2 separate regions of the Mus musculus genome follow, and region 2 is linked to region 1. Evidence: chromatin contacts called from public Hi-C data. All regions are on one chromosome and are shown on one strand. Each heading gives the region's core, a stretch centred on a gene start, on an enhancer-like site or on the middle of the called end of the contact. The rest is flanking DNA. Distances are from core to core; before and after follow the strand shown.

Region 1 (4,933 bases), core at 202-2,701:
CTTTCTCAAATTTGGTTTGGAGAAGATGTCATAATTCCCAGATCAAGAGCTTCCTTTCTTATGGAATACTATTTATCAGTGAAATGGTTCTGGGGTTTTGGGTTTAATTGTGCAACTATACAATGCAGAAGGGTGGGGGAGGGTATGCCACTTCAGCTAACAATAAAAACATCTAGTAAATTAACACCTATGATGTTAATGATGGGCGTGTACCCCTCCTAAGCACTTTCCACAGCTACCTCGTTTAATCCTACAGCGAAACTAAAAGTAGGCATTAATGCAATACCATTTCACACAAAAGAAACTGAGACAAAAACATACTCAACAACTTGCCCAGAGTTGTTACAGCTAAGAATCGTAAGACCAGAATTGTATGCCAGGCAGCTGTGTCTTTCCATTGCATACCTAACACAAGCAATTTGGGGAAAAACAAAAACAAAACAAGACACAAAACATTTTTCGTTTGTTTCAAGTTGAATAAGTAAAGACTGAGTTAATTATCTGATTTTTGTTATTTAACTCACAGCTTTATTAAAGCTGAAAAGATCCAGTTAAATGTACGAGAAATGTTCCATACTGCATAACCTCAATGATAAAGTAATTCACCATCTCACTATCACATGCAAAGCTCTCGAACAATGCCGCGACTTGGGTATGGTCATTTTGCCTTGTTAATGAAAACAAAAGGTAGATTTAAAACAAAGAAAGAAAGAAAGACAGAAAGAAAGAAAGAAAGAAAGAAAGAAAGAAAGAAAGAAAGAAAGAAAGAAGGAGGGAGGGAGGGAGGGAGGGAGGGAGGGAGGGAGGGAGAGAGGGAGGGAGGGAGGACAAGTAACAGCACAGACAATGCATGTTATATGTCAAATAGACAAGCTGACAATACATACATTTTTAAATTCTTCTAGAAACATTTGAGCATTCAGCATTCTAAGTATTAAGGATTTTAATTTTAATTTATCATTTTAATTTGAAAATGATAAAAGGTTAAAAAAACTCAATAGTTTTGGTAGTTTTTATTATAATTGTGGCAATATTGGTTTTCAGAACTTAATAAAATGAAATAAACACCTTACTAGATGCTTATCTTAATTAAATATTTTTTATTATATTTCAAAAGATTATGAATTAGGTACTAGGTAACTATTTCCTTTGTTACTAAATAACAACTTAACTAGAGCTTCATTTTGTTTAATGTTTACACTTTCTTTCCACCGCTTTTTCTTCCAAAAATAATAAAGGAAATACCATAAATCTCTTTGACTTGTAGAAAGGTTTCAAAACAAACCACACAAACATGAGAAATGCAAGCAATTTTGACAAGTTAATTCTCCGACACCGCAAACGCATGACTTCTCCGATGACGGGCCATGAATTCACTGTGTAGCATAAAGCCACTTACACTTCAAATTGCCCATTTACTTTTCTTATCTAGTTTCCTCCATTTGCATAATGTGTTAGTAATCACCCTCATTCTTCAGTGAGCTATCCCCAGTTAATTTCGGTCTGAAGGTTTGTAGTCATTTACATCCTCAATTCGCTTTCGAATTCTGTCAGAATAATAAAAAGCCCTGTAAGGATTGCCTTCCTGCGGGCTGGCTGTGATGCCCACTCTCTGAAATTGAAACTGGAGTCCCAACATGACTACCAGTAAAGAGGGACAAGGCTCTCAGGGCAGGGAGCAAGGGGACATGGGTTAGGGTCAGCTCTAATCCAGTCTGACTGGTATCCTGACATGAGGCAGGTTCTCTGGGGACACAGAAGCAAGGCAAAAAGAGCCTGAGCATCTGCATAGCACAGAGATGTGTCTGAATCTTAACTTGCCAATACCCTTGCAGCTTCCACAGCTGTAAGAAAGGAAATTTATCTTGCTTAACCTACTTTGTGTGCGGTATGTTATTTTGGCAGGACAAGCAGACCATGGAGAACCTTGCTCAGCTCCCCCACAGAGCCAATTCAGGATGGTGTCTTCGCTCTGGGTTTTCAAACCTTTCTTTTCGTTCACAGTTCTTCTCTTTTCTTGTCACTCATACCAAACTTAAATGTAAGACTTCATAAGATTGGCAAAGTAGATCAGTTCAGAAACACATGTTCAACTCTTGATTGGTTTATTTTTAGCAGGGAGAGGACAGGAAGTGGAAGATAATGAAGAAACCTTATGGAAATTGATTTCTGTGTTGCTCCCGACTTTGGTGAGAGAAGCTGCTTTTTGCAGTAGATATCGCTTAATTCAGAAACTCGTAACTGGGCAAAGCATCCAGTATATGTAACAGTGCGGGCTCCGCTGTGAGTGAAGTCTACTGAGTCAGCCTTCCACTGTGGAAGGATCAGGCAACAGGGTCGGAGAAGGAGTGGGAAGAACGGAAGAGAACTGTGAAGTGCTGCCTTCCCGACACAACCTGACAGATGCTGCACTTGTGGTGCCTGTGCAAGACCAAACCAGTCAAAATTCCAGCACAGATGGTAAAGTAGCCCTGGCGTAGTTATTGGCAGCTGGTGGCTGCTGAGCGAGGGAGTTACTCTCCTTTGGGACTTGGCCACCGGTAGGTTGCCATGCCCCAGTGAGCAGCCCCACATACCGTGTACTCAGTGGACTCGGGGAATTATTGATAACAACAACAAAAAGAAAGCATAAAGTAGAAAAGAAATGGAATGGGGATATGATGGAGGCTTGGGGAAGAAGGAATTGATTGACACTGTCAAGATGCATTGAAAAAAATGTATGAAAATTTCAAAAAATGAATAAAATAGTTTAAAGGCAAAAGGTAAATAGGGGTTCAGGGGAAACTGCAGCGGGTGGGTGTGTTGAAAACATTAACTGTAGCAATGATTACACAAGTGAGTATTTGTCTTCAAGTTCACCGTATTGTACACCTTAAATGTGGACAGTTCTTTTCTCTGTCGGTCTAGCTTGGTACAATTGTTTTGGTTTGTTTTGCTTTGCTCCATTGCTTTGTTTTTGGTTGCCTGTCATGGTATTTTGGCTCTATATTTACTTATTTTGTGATTTCATACATTTGCACAATGTACTTAGATCATATACAACCCCTCCAGTTCCTTCTCAGCAGCTCCTTCACAGTCACAGCCTCTCATAATTCCCCATGACATTTTTTTTCCCAGATAGGGTTTCTCTTTGGAACCCTGGTTGTCCTGAAACTCATTCTGTAGACCAAGCTGGCCTCAAACTCAGAGATCTACCTTCCTCTGCCTCTTGAGTGCTGGGATTAAAGGCATGAACTACCTACCACTGCCCAAGGCTTTTCTTTTTCTTTTTCTTTTTCTTTTTCTTTTTTTTTCTTTTTCCTTTCTTTTTCTTTTCTCTTTCTTTTTCCTTTCTTTTTCTTTTTCTATTTTCTTCTATCTTTTTAAAGGACCCATTGGGTTCAACTAGTACTGCCCATCTGTGCATGGGTGTAAAGCCACCCATTGGAGTATGAAAATGGAGTATGAAATGAAAATGGAGTATGAAATCTACCATATGCCAGTTTCCTTCAAGGGAGGAGTTTACTCTTTCAAAATAGATCAGACTATGAAGCTTGGGCTGTCCTCAGACTTGTGATATCTCTGAGCACAGGCGTTATAGGAGCACACCACCATACCCAACACACAATATAATGGTTTAAAATAGATAAAGGGAACTATTGAGAAACATCTGTGGAGCTCTGTGGGCTGCCTGCTCACGCTACGCAGATACCTCCCACCCTGAAAAAGTAGCTCCTCCTGTTTGAAGCCAGGGACCTCTCCCACCTTCCAGTTTGCTTTCTGTTGCTGTGATAAGGCCCTGACTAAAAGCACCTTGGGATGGAAAGAGTTTATTTTTTCCAACAAGTCCACATCCCGGTCCATCACTGAGGGGGTTCTGGGCAGGCGCTCAAGGAGTAACCTGGAGTCAGAAACTGAAGCAGAGATTGTGGGAGAATGGTATTTAACCTTGTTGTTTTTCTAAGTCCCAGGTCCCATATATTGTGGGCTCAGACTCCCACATCATTCATTAATGAAGAAAAAGCCCCATATATTTGCTTACAATCCAATCTGTTGGAGACATCTTCTCAACTGAGGTCCACTCTTCTCAGATGCTACTGACAGCTGGAGCAGACAGAAAGGCAACCAGCACAATAACATTGGCATCTGCCAGCCAGAGAAGGACATCAGCCTGGACTGCTGACAGTTTTCCCTAAAGTACCCATAAAAGCCTCACAGAATTGCTTAAACATTAGATAAGTACAATTCAAATTTATTTGTTCCTGACACAATGTGCCAATCCTTACAGTTGAAAATTAAACTATAGTATATTTCCCCTCCTGCTTCACAAAGCAATGGCCTGTTTCTCTGGTGGGTAATCAGAGGCCAAAGGGTGGGTAATTTGTCATAAAGGAGAAATGGGAATATTGCCAAGAGTAACAAAGGAGCAAATGATACGGTAGCTCTTGCTGCACTGGTTTAATTAAGGGAGAGCTAATAAACTTCACCCCTGATTCACAGCAGTGTGAGGTCAAGCCCAGTGTTCTCTCTTCAAGGGGGCCAGTCGGATTTCAGAGAACACCTGGGAAGCAACCGATACCACAACAGTCGCCTTTTTCTGACCAAGATCTGTATTCTTAGGAACTAAAAGACTAGCGTGTCCCAGTCTGGTAGATTTCTTTAAGCATCTGTGGCATTTCATATAGTCTCACTAATTAATGTAGGCCATACTAAAATAAGTCAGGACAGGTCTCACAGAAAGATGGAAAGACATTAAGGAAATCAAGTTCTATGCCTTTCTAAGAAGAAATAATTTATGGATTATACTTCACAAGGGGTGTGTGTGTGTGTGTGTGTGTGTGTGTGTGTGTGTGTGGTGTAGTTATATATGAAACTTCCTGTGCCCACTCTCACAATCATACAATACCTGGGTCTATGTAATGACTTGTAAGGAGGAGAGAGATAATAGTACAAA
Region 2 (4,743 bases), core at 361-2,860, 310 kb before region 1:
CACGGGTCAATATGAATATTTTCTACATTGTTTTCTGTGAAATATGCAAGTGGGAAACATTATTAAGCATGGCATGAAAAATGTCTTACATGTTTATTAAATCTTCCCATGGGTAATTTAGAATTATGTGCACATTCAAGGCTCTGAGGAAAACTTCAGTGGAAAATCTGCTTGAGTCACTTGAGTCTGAGTTTTCCAACCTTATTTTCTTGTAAGTCTTGGTGACCAAGATTCTTGCTGAGATTGCATGAACCTTGATTCTGAAGCAAACTGTGAAACTGGACCACAGAATCTACCATTCTAGACTGAGTGTCTGTCATCCCATCCATTCGTAGGCTGGTTGAAACCTCAACTCTCAACCAAAGCATGTTGGACATGAGTACTCTGAGAAATAATGAGGCTTACATGAGGCTGTGAGTATGGGCCATTATAGAAGATTAGTTAGTGTCCTTACAAGAGGAACCTGCATATAAACACCCTGCTCTCCCCCGCCCCCATCCCTCTTCCCTTCTATTTCCCTCTCTGAGCAAAAGGTCATCTGAGCAAATCCAATGTGAAAGAGATGATGGTGATTTGCAAGCCAGCAAGTGGACCTTCATTCAAAACCAAACCTTCTAGCACCCATTTGGATATACTAGTACCCAGAACTGTAAAAAAATAAATGCCTGCTTCTTAAACTACACATGGCATCTTATTACCCCTACCAAAGGAGACTCTAGAACATGTTAAAAAAAAAAAAAAAAACTAAAAACTCTAACCAGTTAATTAGTTTGGCTTGTTACAAAATCTACTGAGACAAATGACACTAAAATTTTTTCCAATAAATCTATTTAAGATTTTTGTCATTTGACTGAAATAAGCTGACAAAACAATACTAATTTCTCCTACTGGACTGCTAGAGTTTGACAAAATGTATCTTTTGATTCTTTGAAGACATGAGATCACAGATACACAGCTTATATAAAACAAGAATTGATAAAATGAGTTTAGGTGTTCCATAATCATTTTTGCATGGTCACCTTTCAGGAAATGGTGGAAATGCAAGCACTTGAAGAAATTTTAACATGATAAAAATACAGTATATGAAATTCTTACAGAATCAATAAAATATCTGTTAACATTTCCAAAGGATAATGATGACTCCTACGTAGACATTCTTACTTTTGTTTTATCCTTTTCCTCTGTCTCCTATAGTGACCCCTCTCCTTACTTATTTAAGCCTTCTCCTATCTTCTCCATTTCACTTCCATATTGTTTGTACCCTGGTGTTCTCGCATACACTCTTTTCCATTCACCTTCATTCGATTTTACCTTCCTGGTTAACCTTACTATAATCCCAGGTTATAGACATATCTGAAGATTTGGAGTTAGGAGCAACATATGACTGAGAATTGGCTAGCCACTAAAGCCATCCCTGAAGTCATATACATAGAAGTATCATTACACAGACTCAGCAGAGTGTCTTTTTCTTTTATGAATATATAAATAAAAATATGTCTCAACAATTAAAGAAAAAGAGGTCACAAATTTCAGAGCAAGCAGAAGAGGGGATACATGGGAGAAATTGGAGGGAGAAAAGGAAAGGGGAAATGATGTAATTGTAATTTTTTTCTCACATGACATATTTCAATAATGCTTTCTCTTCCCTAAAACTCCTCTCAATCCTCCCCACCTCCCTACCCACACAACTTTATGTTCTTTCTCTTTCCTTCAAATGAAAGAACTACAAAAGTGAAAAGCAAAACAAACCAATAAGACCAAAGGTGCCAAAACAAAAAGGAAATCAAATAAATGGTCTGTAAGAGAAAGGAAAAGAAAAGGGAAGGGAAGGGGAGAGGGGAGGAGAGGGAAGGGAAGGGAAGGAGAAGGAAGGGAAGGGAAGGGAAGGGAAGGAGAAGGAAGGGAAGGAGAAGGAAGGGAAGGGAAGGGAAGGGAAGGGAAGGGAAGGGAAGGGAAGGGAAGGGAAGGGAAGGGAAGGGAAGGGAAGGGAAGGGAAGGGAAGGGAAGGGAAGGGAAGGGAAGGGAAGGGAAGGGAAGGGTAAAGTAGGGAAGGGTAGGATAGGGAAAGGAGGGAAGGGAAGGAAAAGAAAGGAAGATAAGGATAAGGTAGGGAAGGGTAGGGTAGGGAGAGGAGGGAAGGGAAGGAAAAGAAAGGAAGATAAGGATCAAGTTTGTTTTATGCTTGCCAACTACTTTTGAGTATAGGGCTTGCTTGGAGTGTGTTTGATATACCCAATGTCACTCCAGAAGAAAACAGATTTTCCCTTTCTCAGTAGGTATCCATTGCAAACCACTTCTCAGTTACAAGCAGGAACCCATGTCTTCTTCCCCCTCTCAGTGCTGAACCCCAGTTAGCTTGAACCTGTGCAGCTTTCACACATGATGAGTTCATAGGTGCATCAGTCCTGCTGTGTCTCAAAGACACCAGTTTCTTTGAGTTATCCATCACCTCTAGCCCTTCTAATCCTTTCCTTCCTCTCCAGCATAGATCCCTCCAGCATAGGGGTTTGACAAAGACATCTGACCTACGATTGAGATCTCTCAGCCTCTATACATTGTACAGTTCTGAGTCTCTGAGCTAATTCCCCTCTACTCCAAGAAGCTTCTCTGATTGAGTGATTCACTGATCTATGAGTATAGCAATGTATCACTAGGAGTCATTTTATTACTGTTTGTTTATCATAATAATGATAGTAGGATTTCCTGTAGGCTTATAACTTATGTAGCATCAGTTTCAAGTATAGGTTCCATTTCATGGAATGGATCTTAAATCCAATCAGAAAGTGGCTGATAACTTCCATAATATTTGTGCCACTATCATACCAATATACCTTTCAGGCAGGTCCCTGATGGAGTCCCAGGTTTATAGATGGGTGATCTTTGTGATTAATCTTTCTCCTCTGGTATCATGCAGAATGCTGACCACTAGGGATGAATGAAGCATAATACTAAATGATTATGATCACATTTCCTCTAACTGTTTTTACATGTGAAAACATGCTGTATGTGTATGTACGCATGTATGTATGTATACATTCCTAAACATATAAACACAATCTTCTTAGTCAGTATCATGTTAACTGTATGATTATGTTTTCAGAAATGACCATTTGGTATTGGATAACCAGTTGGATGAGGCAATGAAGGAGGGAAAAAAGGGATCCTAAGAGTAGGCAAATGAGATCTCCTACTCCCACTGTGAGGAGTCTTACCACACCCCCCCCCCCAAAGTCCAAGTTAAACAACCACATCATGTTTGCAGAGGACTTAGCACAGACCCATGCAGGCACAGTGATTGCTTCTTCAATAGAAACCATTTTTATAATCTTTTGGCAAAGAATATAGCTGGGTACAGCCATTTTCCTAGGAATCTTCCCAATACTAAATTGAAGAATTTTAGGCTAATTTTCTTAGCAGAGGAGATTTCACGTTAGTATTATTGACTCTGTCATGCAGTTATTAGAAATCACTCTTATGTGGGTCTACAATGAAAAAGAGCAAGTGGGGCAAAAGGAAATGTTGTACAAACATAATTCAAGAAGGGTACCAATATTCATCCCAAAGGGACAGATAAACTTGGCATAAATGGACACATGGTTCTAACTGTAGAGTCATGAAGGACAGATGATTAAAGAGACCGTGGAGTCTTCATCCATGGTTAAGGGTAGCCACAGAGTCGCTGCTTTACATAGAGTCCCTGAGAGACCATTATGTCTGTGAAAGTGATGCTTGGGTTACATTGGAGACATCCAGAAGTTAGAAGGTCCAGAGCTGTGGAATATCTGCTGAGGAGGGCTGAAAAAAAGAAAAAGAAAAAGAAAAAAAGAAAGAGTGGAGCTAGCCTGAGAGAAAGAATTGTGCTGAGTCAGCAAAGCTTGAAGGCTTCAGCCATTAAAGCCCTTTGACATCAGACATGGAACTACAGAATTTAAAAAAGGAAAAAAACAAACTGTCCAAATGCCAATCTTAGGCAGGCAATTCCTCAACTGAGATATTTTCTTCCCAGGTGTGTTTAGGTTTGTGCCAAGTTTACAAAAGCTATAGGTATGAGAGGAACTAATCCCAAGAAAGTCAAATCTCTTGAAGGAAAAAAAAAAAACCACACCTTGGGGCATTTTTTTTTTTTTTTTTTTTTTTTTTTTTTTACATTTTCCTTACATGCTTATTGGCCTGGAAAAGAAACAAGGAACTATGAAGGCAGCATTGAAAACAGAAAGAATTTGAGTAAGAACTAAAGATAGAGCAGTTTTGTAAGGAAATAAAAAAATAATTTCAAGGAATACAAATAGTTCATTCAAAACACTGGATTTACAACTATCAGAGGGACAAAGCACATCACACAATGGAAAATAATTATATAACAGAAAATAATAACTGACTCTACTGTGAAAGATATGAAGACAAACATAAATATCTATTACAGCTAGAATCCAGCTGGTATCATCTAAGATGTCTTTGTCTGACCTCTCCACGATTCAGAGGTCACACACACTACAACAGAAGGTACACTTTCACATTCTGCATTAATTATCTCATACTGAACAAAAGGTAGGATATTTTTTCATCAGTTGCAGAGTGTATCATGGAAGCAAGGATTGTAATCTCTCACAAAATTCTAATCATCAAGCCAGATCCTGTGAAGCGATGTGCAGAACTGAGTTTCCATCAGGACAACATCAGATCCATTTTCACTGTTATAAATTCATAGGTCTGAGAATGCTAGAAATTACAAATTATTGGGTT

The links. A called contact is a pair of places that touch in the nucleus more often than the background predicts.
Region 2: a Hi-C map of bone marrow-derived macrophages shows a contact between it and region 1, with 14 read pairs. The contact joins two enhancer-like sites. A contact is called at or near these places in 1 of 484 Hi-C or Micro-C datasets (bone marrow-derived macrophages) and 2 of 115 datasets of contacts at active chromatin or transcription factors (CD8 T cells and large pre-B cells).

The regions. Positions count from the first base shown.
Region 1 is chr15:5,259,884-5,264,816 of GRCm38.p6, reverse strand. All of the region lies in intron 1 of Gm41257 (a long non-coding RNA gene), which reads right to left. Among named protein-coding and RNA genes, the nearest start is that of Gm41257, 7.7 kb to the right of the region's middle. Within about 2 kb of position 1,451, at least 36 of the 459 cell types and tissues checked have an H3K27ac peak or open chromatin away from gene starts, as enhancers often do. A contact at or near this core is called in bone marrow-derived macrophages, where this site is marked.
Region 2 is chr15:5,573,703-5,578,445 of GRCm38.p6, reverse strand. All of the region lies in intron 2 of 5430437J10Rik (RIKEN cDNA 5430437J10 gene), which reads right to left. Among named protein-coding and RNA genes, the nearest start is that of 5430437J10Rik, 80 kb to the right of the region's middle. Within about 2 kb of position 1,610, at least 1 of the 459 cell types and tissues checked has an H3K27ac peak or open chromatin away from gene starts, as enhancers often do. A contact at or near this core is called in bone marrow-derived macrophages, where this site is marked.